Regions from separate parts of the Xenopus laevis genome. Here region 2 is linked to region 1. Evidence: chromatin contacts called from public Hi-C data. All regions are on one chromosome and are shown on one strand. Each heading gives the region's core, a stretch centred on a gene start, on an enhancer-like site or on the middle of the called end of the contact. The rest is flanking DNA. Distances are from core to core; before and after follow the strand shown. Region 1 has its middle 46 kb from the start of mprip.L. Region 2 overlaps pdia2.L (protein disulfide isomerase family A member 2 L homeolog).

Region 1 (6,788 bases), core at 39-2,538:
AGCCTCCTGGGGCAGTTTCCTAAGGCAACAGAAGGCAAATCCAGCAATAAACGTGGCCAGTGCTATTCCCCACGTTCACATAGAAATAATTGCTCCATTATGCTGCCCCACTGTACCTGTGGCAACCAATCACCATGTAGCCAGTGGATTTTAATTGCTAATAATAATAATAATAATAATAACTGCTTCCTATGGGATAGTGCACTGGTGCCATTTGCAATCAAAAAAGACATATGTCATCATTATCTGGTTGCTATGGAATTCGCTTCCCTGACAACCAAAAACCGTTTGCTTCATGAGGCTGCGATATCTTTCTATTCAGACGCTTTATCCTTCCAGTCTCTTAATCGAACTACTGCGTGGTTTGAAGACCAACTGCAAATTGTCTCACAATATCACTCGCTGCATCATGCAGAAGGTTAATTGAAAGGTGACGTACAACTTTTAAGGGGTTATTCATCTTGAAGTTAACCTTTAGTATGCTATAGAGCAGGGGTCCCCAACCTTTTTTACGCGTGAGCCACATTCAAAAATAAAAAGAGTTGGGGAGCAACACAGGCATGCAAAAACTTAATGGGGTGGCAAATAAGGGCTGTAATTGGCTATTTGGTGGTCACTATGAGGACTGGCAGACTACAGGAGGGTCTGTTTGGCATTACACCTGTTTTTTATACAACTAAAACTTGCCTCCAAACCTGGAATTCAAAAATAAGCTCCTGCTTTGAGGCCATTGAAAGCAACATCCAAGGGGGTTGATGAGCAACATGTTGCTACGAGCTACGGGTTGTGGATCACTGGTATAAAGAGGGAAATTCTAAGACAATTTGCTATTGGTTTTGAATTTGTTGGCTAGGGTCCAAATTGCCCTGGCAACTATGCATTGATTTGAATAAGAGACTGGAATATGAATAGGAGAGGCCTGAATAGAAACATGAGGAATAAAAAGTAACAATAACAATGCATTTGTAACCTTACAGAGCATTTGTTTTTTAGATGGGGTCACTGATCCCCCCCACCCCCATTTGAAAGCTGGAAAAATTTAGAAGAAGAATATGTTAAAAAAAATGAATATAAATAGTGAAGACCAATTAAAAAGTTGCTTAAAATTGGCCATTCTATAACATATTAAAAGTTGCCTTATAGATAAACCATCCCTTTAACACCTTTGTCTGGGAGTTGTGCAGGGTCCGACTGGCCTGGCGGGACACCGGGAGAAAATCCAGTTGGCCCTGGCACTCACTGGGCCAGACCCCCTCTCCCTATTTCCTATTTAAAAAAAAACAATTTGAGACGCAGTAGTGGGGCCAGGGGGGTCTGGAGGGGGGCCCCGGACAGTATTCCCGCCAGGCCCCGGGCCCCCCGCTTGACCCTGGAGTTGTGAAACTGATTTCCACCAAATGAATTGTCGTGAGCTTTGCCATGCCGGAAAAGACCCAGTTTACACCCCTACTGATGCCACAAATACACAATTTACCAATGCAATACTATTGTGGGCTCCCACTATTACCCTGGAGTTTGTTGGTTGGAGCAGACATTGTAGGGCCGGAAGTGTGACTGCGCCCTTGCCCAGGCCCATATTTCCTGCACAGGGAGCCCCAAGGTCTTGTGGTCCTAGAGCCGGCCCACCTACCTTCATGTGTGCAACACCCCCCTTCCCCCCATGAGTGCATGCGCTAGAGCACTGGGGAGCTGTATTTCCCTAGTTCTCCTTAGAATGCAGCTAGGTGGCATACTGACCCTAAAATTTTGCTGCCCCTAAAATTTTGCCGCCATAGGCACTGGCCTTTATGGTCTGAAAACAAATCTTGGCCTGCCCTTGCCCATTCCCCCATAGGGCCCACATTGGACACCATTAGGGTTGCCATCTGACCCTGTTTTTGGAAGAGCTGCCCGGGTGAAAAGTGCCTGCCTGGACATGGACTGGACATTTAAGTGAATTATATGGCGATCAGCCAATTGCCCCCTAAGTTCAACCCCCTAAATCACCCGCCCAGCCCCCTATGTCATCTGTTCCACCCCTGACATTACAGACCCACCCCCAACATCACCACCTCGCCCCCCAACATCACCGCCCCCCAACATCACCAACCTGCCCCGACCACCCAGCCCGACCCCTGCCCATTTTCACAAAACAATTAAGGTGGCAACCCTAGACACCATCCTGACAACATGAAAACTGGCTGGTAGGAGAACCGAGCCATATACGTGTGTCCTGGGGTGGGGGGCCCAGCAGCAAACTTTGCACCCAGCCCCATAGTAACGTGATTAGGGGAAACAGACCGATCATTTTGCTTGTAAAATAATCTTGATTCAATGCATTGTTGCACTTTTTATTACATGTAAATACAACAGGCTGCATTAGTATTCCTCTGCGTTACTGGCTCTTTAATAATGGAAAAAAAACAGTATGTGATATAATTAGCTAATTAGCAGGTATTGTTTCCGGAGGCTCAGGGGGCAGAGAGAGAGAGAGGGAAAATCAATATTTTTTTAGCCTGTGACCTTATCATGCTGATAATATGGTGTGGGGCTGCGCAGAGCATCCGACTTTCCCTTTAGTATTATAGGCAATGGCAACAATAACCCGGGGACTGGCTATAATCTTACCCAATACACACAAGCGCCATTGTCATCCTTTAACCATTTCCCGTATTCACGTTAAACACTGCAGGAAACGCACGCGATTGGGAATAAAGCTTAAACAACAGGCCGGGGTCACGTTACAGCCAACAGATGAGCCTGAGCCTGTTTGATCGACTTGGACTCCTGCTGTATAGAAATGTGTTCAAACAACAGGTGGGGCCTCGAACAGAATCCTCGACATCCTTTAAATCCCTCAACATGTTAATTATGGATGCCCCCAGAGAGCCGACCCTAAAAGTCATTATGCTCAGCTCACTCTTTCACTATTTACATCATTCATGGGTCACAAGGATGCGCCACTGGATAAAATACTATAAAAAATTATAAGGCCCAAGTTTCCTTATTTTACTGATTAATTAATTTCTATGCACTTCTACTGCAAATATATAGAGGTTTCATATATAATATATATTTTGAAATTGCAGCGGAGATGTTTACTTTGCCTTGCAAACCTTTCCTATCTCAACTAGTCCGGTAACTGATCATGTTACTGGTTCATAATCCGGTGGACCATTGTGCTAGAATTCTCTGTTATACAGATAGCTAGAATCTCAGCTGCCATAAAGCAGGACAGGACTGCTGCTTACAATGGGGATCAGATAGGATCTGTGGGACAGAATGCTCTGTTATACAGATAGCTAGAATCTCAGCTGCCATAAAGCAGGACAGGGCTGCTGCTTACAATGGGGATCAGATAGGATCTGTGGGACAGAATGCTCTGTTATACAGATAGCTAGAATCTCAGCTGCCATAAAGCAGGACAGGACTGCTGCTTACAATGGGGATCAGATAGGATCTGTGGGACAGAATGCTCTGTTATACAGATAGCTAGAATCTCAGCTGCCATAAAGCAGGACAGGGCTGCTGCTTACAATGGGGATCAGATAGGATCTGTGGGACAGAATGCTCTGTTATACAGATAGCTAGAATCTCAGCTGCCATAAAGCAGGACAGGGCTGCTGCTTACAATGGGGATCAGATAGGATCTGTGGGACAGAATGCTCTGTTATACAGAGAGCTAGAATCTCAGCCATAAAGCAGGGCAGGGCTGCTGCTTACAATGGGGATCAACTAGGATGTGACCTCTCCTTACAAGATCCATCCCTGTCATGACTTTAGATGGAGCATTGGATGATCCAAAAACTCCATTATGATTCCAATCAGAATCCATGATGTGAATGACTAGTCATAGGGCCACTAGATACATGTATGGCCGCCTTATGTCAACCCTATGAACAGCTTTTGTTTCGCTGACTCCTAATATGTTTTATATATATATTATTTATTATATTCTGAAAGAATCTCACTGATGGGAATCCGACAGTGAGGCCCCCTGGCATTGGAATACATGTTGTGCAAATGTTTAGCCCATTCCCCTAATCTCAATGTATAATTAATACTAATCAGTGCAGCATAGCGGGCGAGCCTGACATTTTCACACGTCTGTTAGTTCTCTGGAAATCCCACAGCTTGTTATAATGCAAAGAAAAGGTGTTTTAACATATTACTGACCAGGCTAATTGTTCCTGTTAATTGGGTTTCCATACATTATTTACATTAATGAGTAAGCGCTCTCCCACAAGAGCTTTCCCAACAGCTATAAAGAAAGCCTACATTATTATATATATTACAGTATATAAGTACTATTTCTGCCACTGCTCTAGTTTAATTGCCTTTCAGCAGTGATCCCCAAACTGTAGGCCAGGGTTCCTGGGTACCCCTGGAACTATAGCAGGGTGACTGTTACCCCAATGTTTCTATATATCTGTAACCTTGTTATGAGCTAAGGGGGCCCAGCCTGAAGGTCAGTTAGGGTGAGATTTGGGGTGAGTGCTTATTTGTGCCCTGGGTACCCCTGGAACTATAGCAGGGTGACTGTTACCCCAATGTTTCTATATGTCTGTAACCTTGTTATGAGCTAAGGGGGCCCAGCCTGAAGGCCAGTTAGGGGGAGATTTGGGGTGAGTGCTTATTTGTGCCCTGGGTACCCCTGGAACTATAGCAGGGTGACTGTTACCCCAATGTTTCTATATATCTGTAACCTTGTAATGAGCTAAGGGGGCCCAGATTAAAGGACAGTTGGGGGGGAGATTTGGGGTGAGTGTTTATTTGTGCCCTGGGTACCCCTGGAACTATAGCAGGGTGACTGTTACCCCAATGTTTCTATATATCTGTAACCTTGTTATGAGTAATGGGGGCCCAGCCCGAAGGTCAGATAGGGGGAGATTTGGGGTGAGTGCTTATTTGTGTCCTGGGTACCCCTGGAACTATAGCAGGGTGACACCCCAATGTTTCTATATATCTGTAACCTTATTATGAGCTAAGGGGACCAGCCTGAAGGTTAGTTAGGGTGAGATTTGGGGTGAGTGCTTATTTGTGCCCTGGGTACCCCTGGAACTATAGCAGGGTGACTGTTACCCCAATGTTTCTATATATCTGTAACCTTATTATGAGCTAAGGGGACCCAGCCTGAAGGCCAGTGAGATTTGGGGTGGGTGCTGATTTGCTGCTACCCTTCCAGAGGGTCTGAACCTGCTTTATGCCTGAGCTATTTATAACAAAGCTGTAAGACCAAATATTCTGATATTTTAACTATATAATATATAGTTAAAGAATAAATTGGTACGAAACATGGGCATGTGCCAACCTATTGCCATGCTTGCTTACACACTGGCATTACTGCACTGCACGCCAGGCTTGCCAGACTACAAAATTTAAAGGAGAACTAAATCATACAATCGATATGGCTGTATGTTATATAGAACGAACTGTACCAGCCGTAAGTTCAGCAGTCCTATAACAGTAACGATGCCCATCTTGGATCTTATTAATCCATCTTTTGTCTGTCAGTGGCACTGCACATGCTCAGTGGGCTCAGGGCCAGGGCCATTACTTGGGGTATGCAGCATAGGCATGTGCTTTGGGTGCAGGTGGGGTTAAAGTAGATTCTGTAAGAGTGACAATGTCACTTGTATCATATGACACAAGGACATTTATTGTAACTCCTTACTTTAAAATAGGAGGAAATTTAATGGCCCCGGAACTCCCCAATGACTTATCATGTCCATCGAATGTATAGCAAGGAGAAATATGTTTGTATTCTTCTTTTTTCCCTAGTGGTGATAAGATTATAAAGTGAGTTTTATTCTCTTTCCCCTCAATCTATTTCTGTAGGCTGATAATTAAATGGCAGCAAATGTTAATGTAATATCCCCCCATAGATTGAGAGATGTACCTGCAGGGGCTTTTATTTAAAGGCATGAGCTGAATCCATTATCCCGTCCCGCTGAGAGCTGGAGCCCCCAGTAAACAGGCAAGCTGCAGAAAACACTAACACAAGGTGACATTTATTTATTCATTCCTGCAGGGGAATGTGAGCTAAAACATTAGCTTTTAGGGGGGAAAGGTGCAGAGATTCCATTCTGAATATAGCATTCCGTACAGGCCAGATTTTAACCTCTTTTTCAATGCAGTAGTTTTATATATATTGTTGTTGATTTTTTGGTCAGTGAAAGATGAAATCAATATTTGAGACTGTAACCAATCAAACCCATCGGTTCAGTGAATGATCCTCTTTGGTAAGAAATCATATTATGGCAAGCGATTACTGGTCTTCAGATTTTGGGAAATAAAATCTCTGAAAGTAACATGCCCAAACTAGTACTACCAAATAAAGTTGTCCTCCGTCGTAAGTAGGCAGAGGAGGGAAGTGGAGCTGACAGTCGCTTGACTTCATGTCCCTAGATCTGAGATGGTGATGGCCAACCATGAACATGCACAGCTAGGGTTGGCAGCCACTTGGCTTCCTGTCCCTCTCGTGAAGATGGCCAGGATCATGTGTGGTTAGTGTTGGCAGACATTCGACTTCCTGTCCATAGGTCTCTGGTGGAGATGGCCAGGATCATGTGTGGTTTGTGTTGGTGGACACTTGACTTTCTGTACCTAGATCTCTGGTGGCAATGGCCAGGATCATGTGTGGTTTGTGTTGGTGGACACTTTACTTTCTGTACCTAGATCTCTGGTGGAGATGGCCAGGAACATGTGTGCTCAGTGTTGGCAGAGATGTGACTTTCTGTCCATAGGTCTCTGGTGGAGATGACCAAGATCATGTGTGGTTAGTGTTGGTGGATGCTTGACTTCCTGTC
Region 2 (6,919 bases), core at 3,449-5,948, 110 kb after region 1:
GGAACAGTTCAGTATAAAAATAAAAACTGGGTAAATAGATAGTCTGTGCAAAATAAAAAAATGTTTCTAATATAGTTAATTAGCCAAAATGTATAAAGACTGGAGTGACTGGATGTCTAACATAATAGCCAGAACTAGCGATGGGCCAATTTCTCCCGTTTCGCAGAAAAATTTGAGAATTTCCTGTGAAATTCATGGAACAGCGAAAAATTAGCGAAACACAAATTTTGCTGCCCGCATTAATTCGTGTCAATTTTGACGCCGCGTTAAAGTCAATGCGTGTCCGAATAGTGTTGACGTGCAACTGTTTTGATGCGAGCGACTTTTCCAAAACTTGTCCATAATTTTTTTTACACTGGCAAATTTTCATGGCAGTTTCGCTAATTTATTTGGCAGCGTCGAAACACCATCACTGGCCAGAACACTACTTCCTGCTTTTCAGCTCTCTTGGTTTCCACTGATCAGTGACTTGAGGGGGGCCACATACATACCTCCCAACATTTTGTAAGTAAAAAGAGGGACAAAAATTTTTTTTCCGCATGTAGCGCAGCAATTTTTTGACCACACCCCTTTCTGTGGCCACCCCCCCCTAATTACCATGTTTGTTTTACAAAATTTGGCAGGTTATGAAAGTTTGAAAATATTTCTCCTTATCTAAACTGTGTTTTTGTGCCTCAAAATTGTTACAAAGTATCTTATTTGCACCTGTTAGCTGTTCTGGGCTCTCTGCTAAAAGCCAATTAAGTGAGAAACTTTGTTTCTTTTTCTGGCTGTTCAGTGCAGAGAAAAGAGGGACTTTCCAGTACAAATGAGGGACTGCTGGTTGAGCTGTCAAAAGAGGGACTGTCCCTCCGAAAAAGGGACAGTTGGGAGGTATGCACATGGGTCATAACTGTTGCTTTTGAATCTGAGCTGAATGCTGAGGATCAATTGCAAACTCACTGAACAGTTATGTCCCATGTGGGCCCCCTTGCAGTCGCTGACTAACTCAGAGTTAGAGCTGAAAAGCAGGAAGTAGTGTTCTGGCTATTATGTTAGACATCCAGTCACTCCAGCCTTTATACATTACATTTTTGGCTAACTAACTATATTAGAAACATTTTTTATTTTGCACAGCCTATCTATTTACCCAGTTCTTATTTTTACACTGAACTGTTCCTTTAAGGCCTGGATCATTACTGTTCTAGGGCTGCTGAACCTCTGGGCTAGTACCATAGACAAGAGGAAATTGGGTCACTCCAAACATGGTTTCTTGCTACAAATAAGTGATAATGTTATTTATTCCCACTCTATCTGTCCTGCAATGTGATATTTGTGATATAATGGTACCCGGAAAGCAAAATAAAAGCAGGAGGGCCTTCAAACGTTAAATAAAATGGCCTTTAATGTCAAAAATGATTTGGTTACAGCAACAAATGAATAAAAATCCTCGTTGTACCTAAACACCTGGCAGCACAAATGTAAGTGTGACATTTACACAAGCCGTTGGCTCCCAGTAGTAGTAGTAGTAGTAGTAGCACAGGATCATACAGACTTATAACTCATCCTTTCCTTTGTCTTCCTCCGCTGCTTCCTTGCTCTCCTCTGCTTCAGCCTCCTATGGGAATGACATTGGGGCCAATGAGAATTATAATCTGGGAGTCAAACTGGTAATATATAGGGTCAATGAGAAGGGCTAGTGAACTCTGCTGCACTGCTTAACCAAACATTACTCAGTTGTTGCTGGACTACAAATCCCACAATAATGTACGATATAATGAAGACTGAGGCATGCTGGGAGCTGTAGTCCAGCAACATCAGGGTTATATTCTTAAAGGACATGTAAAGGCAAAAAAAAATAAAATCCCATTTTTACTTTCTTTAATGAAAAAGAAACCTATCTCCAATATACTTTAATTAAAAAATGTGTACCGTTTTTATAAGAAACCTGACTGTATGCAGTGAAATTCTCCCTTCATTTACTGCTGTGGATAGGAATTGTCAGATGGTCCCTAACTGCTGAGCAGGGAAACAATCATACTTATGAACAGCAGGGGGAGCCCCCGTCTTACTTCCCAGCCATGCAGAACTCAAGCAGTTTTGTTTGTTTCCCTGTAGAGCAGTCGGCGACTTTGTAGAGATTTGTATTGGATTTTATTTTGCCTTTACATCCCCTTTACTGTATCCAACTCCAGCTGCAGGGACAAAGATCATGGAGCCAGATTTAAACAGATAAACTGGGATTCTATTTGGAGGATTATTTTGCTGCAGCCACTGGTTCTGCAGAGTTGCAGAAAGTTTATATTAAACAAAACAAAAACTATAAAATCCACATTAGATCACATGATAACACAGGACCCAGTGCAGTCTGTATATTCTGATTATTAATCAGTCTTGCTGTATCGGCTTCTGGCAGATATTATTTGACTTGTGCTGTTTTGATCATTTATGAAGATCCCTAAGCAGCCCAGACCACACTGAGCATGTGCACAGTCTTGGTCTTGCACAGATGTATAACAAAGTTACAAGATGGTGACCCCCTGTGGCCAACTTTGAAAGCATAAATTATTTATTTGATTAGGCTTGTGGTGCAGTAAGTTCATGTTCATGTTTAGTATACAAAATACAGCATTTCTAGCCTTATTCTATTTTAGACTTTACTTCCCCTTTAAAACAGAGTTTGTAGCATTGAACAAGTCTGTCCTTTATCCCCATGTTTGATTCCAGTGTCATATAATGAAGAGAAGAAAATTACATAATATATATGTACAGTATATATGTAAGATAACAGCAAGATGCCTGATATGGTGCTGGGAATCAGCATTCTCATTGGAGGATCCTCTGAAATGAAGTGGCTTCCAGGCCCTGGACATTTTGGAAATGTTATCAAATTGCCTGAAGAAGCCATTCCTATTGTTGGTGTCCTACAGCTTCTCTTAAAGGGGTTGTTAAGCTTTAAGTTAAGTTTTAGTTGGTTATAGAATGGCTAATTCTAAGCAATTTTTCAATTGGCCTTCATTTTTTCTTTTTTAAGTTTTTGAATTATTTGCCTTCTTCTTCTTCTGATTCTTTCCAGCTTTCAACTGGGGGTCACTGACCCCATCTAAAAACAAATGCTCTATAAGGCTACACGTTTATTGTTATTGCTACTTTTATTCCTCATATTTCCATTTAGACCCTCCCCTAATTATAATCCAGTCTCTTATTCAAATCAGTGCATGGTTGCTAGGGGAATTTGGATCCTAGCAACCAGACTGCTGAAATTACAAACTGGAGAGCTGCTGAATGAAAAGCTAAATAACCCCAAATAATAAAAAATGAAAACAATTGCAAATTATCTCTTAATCTCACTCTCTACATCATAATATAATTTAATTTAAAGGTGAACACCCCCTTTAATAATATGCTGGTACTTACATTTGTGCAACTTTTAGACAATAGTTATTCTAAACGATTCATATCCCCATTAAACCAGTGGCTCTAGATACTTAGTTGTCCAAAAAGAGGGAGGGACTTAAAGGGGCTGTTCACCTTTAAATTAAAGGAAGAGTAACACCAAAAAATTAAAGTGTTTTTAAGTAATAAAAATATCATGTAGTGTTGCCCTGCACTGGTTACATTGATGTGTTTGCTTCAGAGACTCTACTATTGTTTACATAAACAAGCTGCTGTGTAGCAATGGTGGAAATTGAAAAAAGTCTATATGGCACAGGTTAAATAGTGGATAATAGATAACACCATTATGTTCTACAGAGCTTATCTGTTATCTGCTGTGTAACCTGAGTCTTTTCTCCTTTGAATGGCTGCCCCCATTGCTACACAGCAGCTTATTTATATAAACTAAAATAACATTTTTATTACTTTAAATATATTTTAAATTTGTTGATGTTACTGTTCCTTTCATTTGTAGTATGACATAGAGAGTGATATTCGGAGACAATTTGCAATTGGTTTGCAATTTCAGCAGTCTGGTTGCTAGGGTCCAAATTATCCAGGCAACCATGCATTGATTTGAATAAGAGACTGGAATATGAATCGGAGAGGCCTGAATAGAAAGAGGAGTAATACAAAGTAACAATAACTATAAAAGTGTGGCCTTACTGGCATTTGTTTTTTTATATGGGGTCAGTGACCCCTATTTGAAAGCTGGAAAGAGTCAGAAGAAGAAGGTAAATAATTCACAAATTATAAAAAAGAATAAATGAAGGCCAATTGAAAAGTTGGTAAGAATAGGCCATTCTATAAAATAGTAAAAGTTAAGTTAATTGTGAAGCGCCCCTTTAATAAGAATACATCATGTATATGGCAGGAATGAAGGAGGTGGACGTGGGCTGGTTGGAAGAGGCACCTTAGGGTTTGGGAGCAGGTTACCAACCCTCCCATCAGTTCTGAATGGTTTGTCTGGCTAATCTCAAAGTCTAAAGCCGCCCATCATATAGAAATAATTCCTTGTAGATCTTTCCCCAATTTAACCAACATGAGCCACATTAATCCAGTCTAACAGTTTGGGCCAATGACTAGATCACAACAGACCCACTAGGAGAACCCGATGCTTTTGCTCATTGATGGGTCTCCAATCCCTGAGCCCAACCTGCTCCCAGCCTGGCTGTTGTGTGTGCACTTCCCATAGCAACGCGACTGCCCAACAACCGCCCATGTGACCAGAGTCTGGGACTGACCTTTGTCTCTTGCTCGTCGGGCAGCACTCCTCCACTGTCGATGAAGGCCGAAAACAGCTCGACGGTCCTTTCCTTTGTATATTCAATCATCTGGGGATGACAAGTCATTAGTACCATCAAAAACACATTCTATGATAACGGGGCCACAGCAGGGGGGGGGGGCGTAGAGTTCTATCCAGAGATATTCCAATGAGAAGCCAAGTGGCAAACAGGGCAGTGCTGCTTTCCTGGTATTTCTGGACTACAGCTCCGTCTGTCCTTCAACCCCTGAGAATGTGGTGGGATTTGTAGTTTTACAACAGGGTGACCGTGCCTGGAAAAGCTACAAACCCCACGATGCAAATATTTCTCTTGCAATGAAACGGATGCATTGCTATCTGATAAGATTGTGGCAGTTAGAGGGACTAAATGCCATCAGGGGGTGTAATTATAACTACAGAGAAAGCAGACCCTGTGGCTGCAGGGGGTATAGGGGCCCCATATACCTTAATTCATATACGATTTCAATAAATATTAATAAAACTGGTCAACCTCTACCTGAAATATCGGGTTACCCCACTGCATATTATACACATAGATCTGCTGGGGGCCACAGCAAATAGTACAGATTTTAAAGGATAAGTGAACCTTTAAAATAAGTGAATGTAAAATTGATGAGGGGGTACTTTTGTAATTTACATTCATTATTTATTTTCTTTTCATTCCAAGATATTAAAGGAAACATATACTGTTAAAATGAATTAATTTTGTTACAACAGCGCCACCTGCTGGTCATTTTCTGACCAGTCTGACCACCAAGTAGTCAAGGAAGTTGTCAGGAGAAAGAAAGAGGCTGCTCTGATGTTCTTCTGCTTAGGAATAAAATTAGAAACCTTTCTCAAATCTTTCCTAAGCAGAAGAACATCAGAGCAGCCTCTTTCTTTCTCCTGACAACTGTGGGGAAGTGGGGGGGAAAAAGTCACGTGATTTCCCTTCCCACCCCTAATTTACATATGCAAATTAGGATTCAGTTCTGCCAGGCACAAGGATTCGTCCGAATCTGAATCCTGCTGAAAAAGGCAGAATCTAAATCCCGAACTGAATCCTGGATTGGGTGCATCCCTAGTGATATTACGGCTGTTATTACCTTGCGCTCAGGGCCCGCAGGGAAAAACCTCAGGTTGGGGAATCCTCGTACTCTAAGTCCATCAATTTCGTTGGCGGTGGCGTCTATTTTGGCGATGATGACGTTCTCGTGGTCTTTGTATTTTTCCCCTAGTTCCTCCCAGACGGGTTCCATCTCTTTGCAGTGAGAGCACCAGGGCGCATCTGCAGACGCACAAACATGCAATGTGATTGGTGCACAACTGAAACTCACTGGACCTGGGGACAGTGGCGTAATAAGCTCTTGCCAGACCCCCCTGCCAAAAATCTTGAAAGGGACCCGGCGCATACAGACCCCTTCTCTGAACCCACACCCACCATGTTGCTTGAGCATGCGCATCCCTTTGATGCAGCAGGCGCACAAAATTTTCTCGTAGGGAAGCAGAGGGAGGATTTTAGTGCAGCGACTGGGGGTCTGAGTCCTCTATAGTTACGCGCCTGCCTGGGGAGTGACTACAGAGAAAGCAGACCCTGCGGCTTCCGGGGGTGCCAGAAGGTATAGGGGCTCCATGAGGCCCAAAATAATGAGCAATTTTAACATATATTGGTAAAACAGGACAATCTCTAGATATGTTGGGGCCCTACTTAACTTAATTAGCTGTGGGGCCCAGTACAGTAATGTAACTAGAGGGGGGCGGGCCCTGGCGCAGGACGTAAGCCATTTTCTGCCGCCGGAGTCAAAGGCACGCGAGCTGCCGGGAGGCCCTGGCCCAATCGCACCCCCTGCTCCCCCGGTAGTTACGCCACTGGCCCAGTAACATCTCGTTATTCCCCTGCACTGGACCTGCTTTATTTTAGCCCCATTGGGAAAACAGTGTCAAAATCTCCCAATATTGCCCCTATCTCTGCCAATGATACAGTTCTGCAAAGTGCCCCATGCCCAGGGGACAGCTGTTTTGACACCACTTATTTAGCAAAGTGCCATTGTCCTGGACACAATAAATCCATATACTGAGACACATGGTATATTCTCCAGGTGGAGCCCATCATCCCAAACAGGAATTATTCCCAATGCATAAAATCAAAGAAAACATAAAATAAAGAAACAGTGACATCTAGTGTCCATATTGGTTATGCACAAGGGGACAATGGCAACGTTACATTTTGCATAGATTTAA

The links. A called contact is a pair of places that touch in the nucleus more often than the background predicts.
Region 2: a Hi-C map of animal cap shows a contact between it and region 1, with 8 times the contacts expected there. The contact joins two enhancer-like sites. A contact is called at or near these places in 3 of 4 Hi-C or Micro-C datasets (the XL177 cell line, the XTC cell line and animal cap).

What each region holds. Positions count from the first base shown.
Region 1 is chr9_10L:122,848,278-122,855,065 of Xenopus_laevis_v10.1, forward strand. No RefSeq gene overlaps it. Among protein-coding and RNA genes, the nearest start is that of mprip.L, 46 kb to the left of the region's middle. Within about 2 kb of position 1,289, at least 1 of the 7 cell types and tissues checked has an H3K27ac peak or open chromatin away from gene starts, as enhancers often do.
Region 2 is chr9_10L:122,958,868-122,965,786 of Xenopus_laevis_v10.1, forward strand. It overlaps pdia2.L (protein disulfide isomerase family A member 2 L homeolog), which reads right to left. Exons shown (of 11, transcript NM_001090179.1): 9 at 5,785-5,966; 10 at 4,659-4,748; 11 at 1,367-1,597. The coding sequence ends at 1,535. Among protein-coding and RNA genes, the nearest start is that of pdia2.L, 15 kb to the right of the region's middle. Within about 2 kb of position 4,699, at least 1 of the 7 cell types and tissues checked has an H3K27ac peak or open chromatin away from gene starts, as enhancers often do.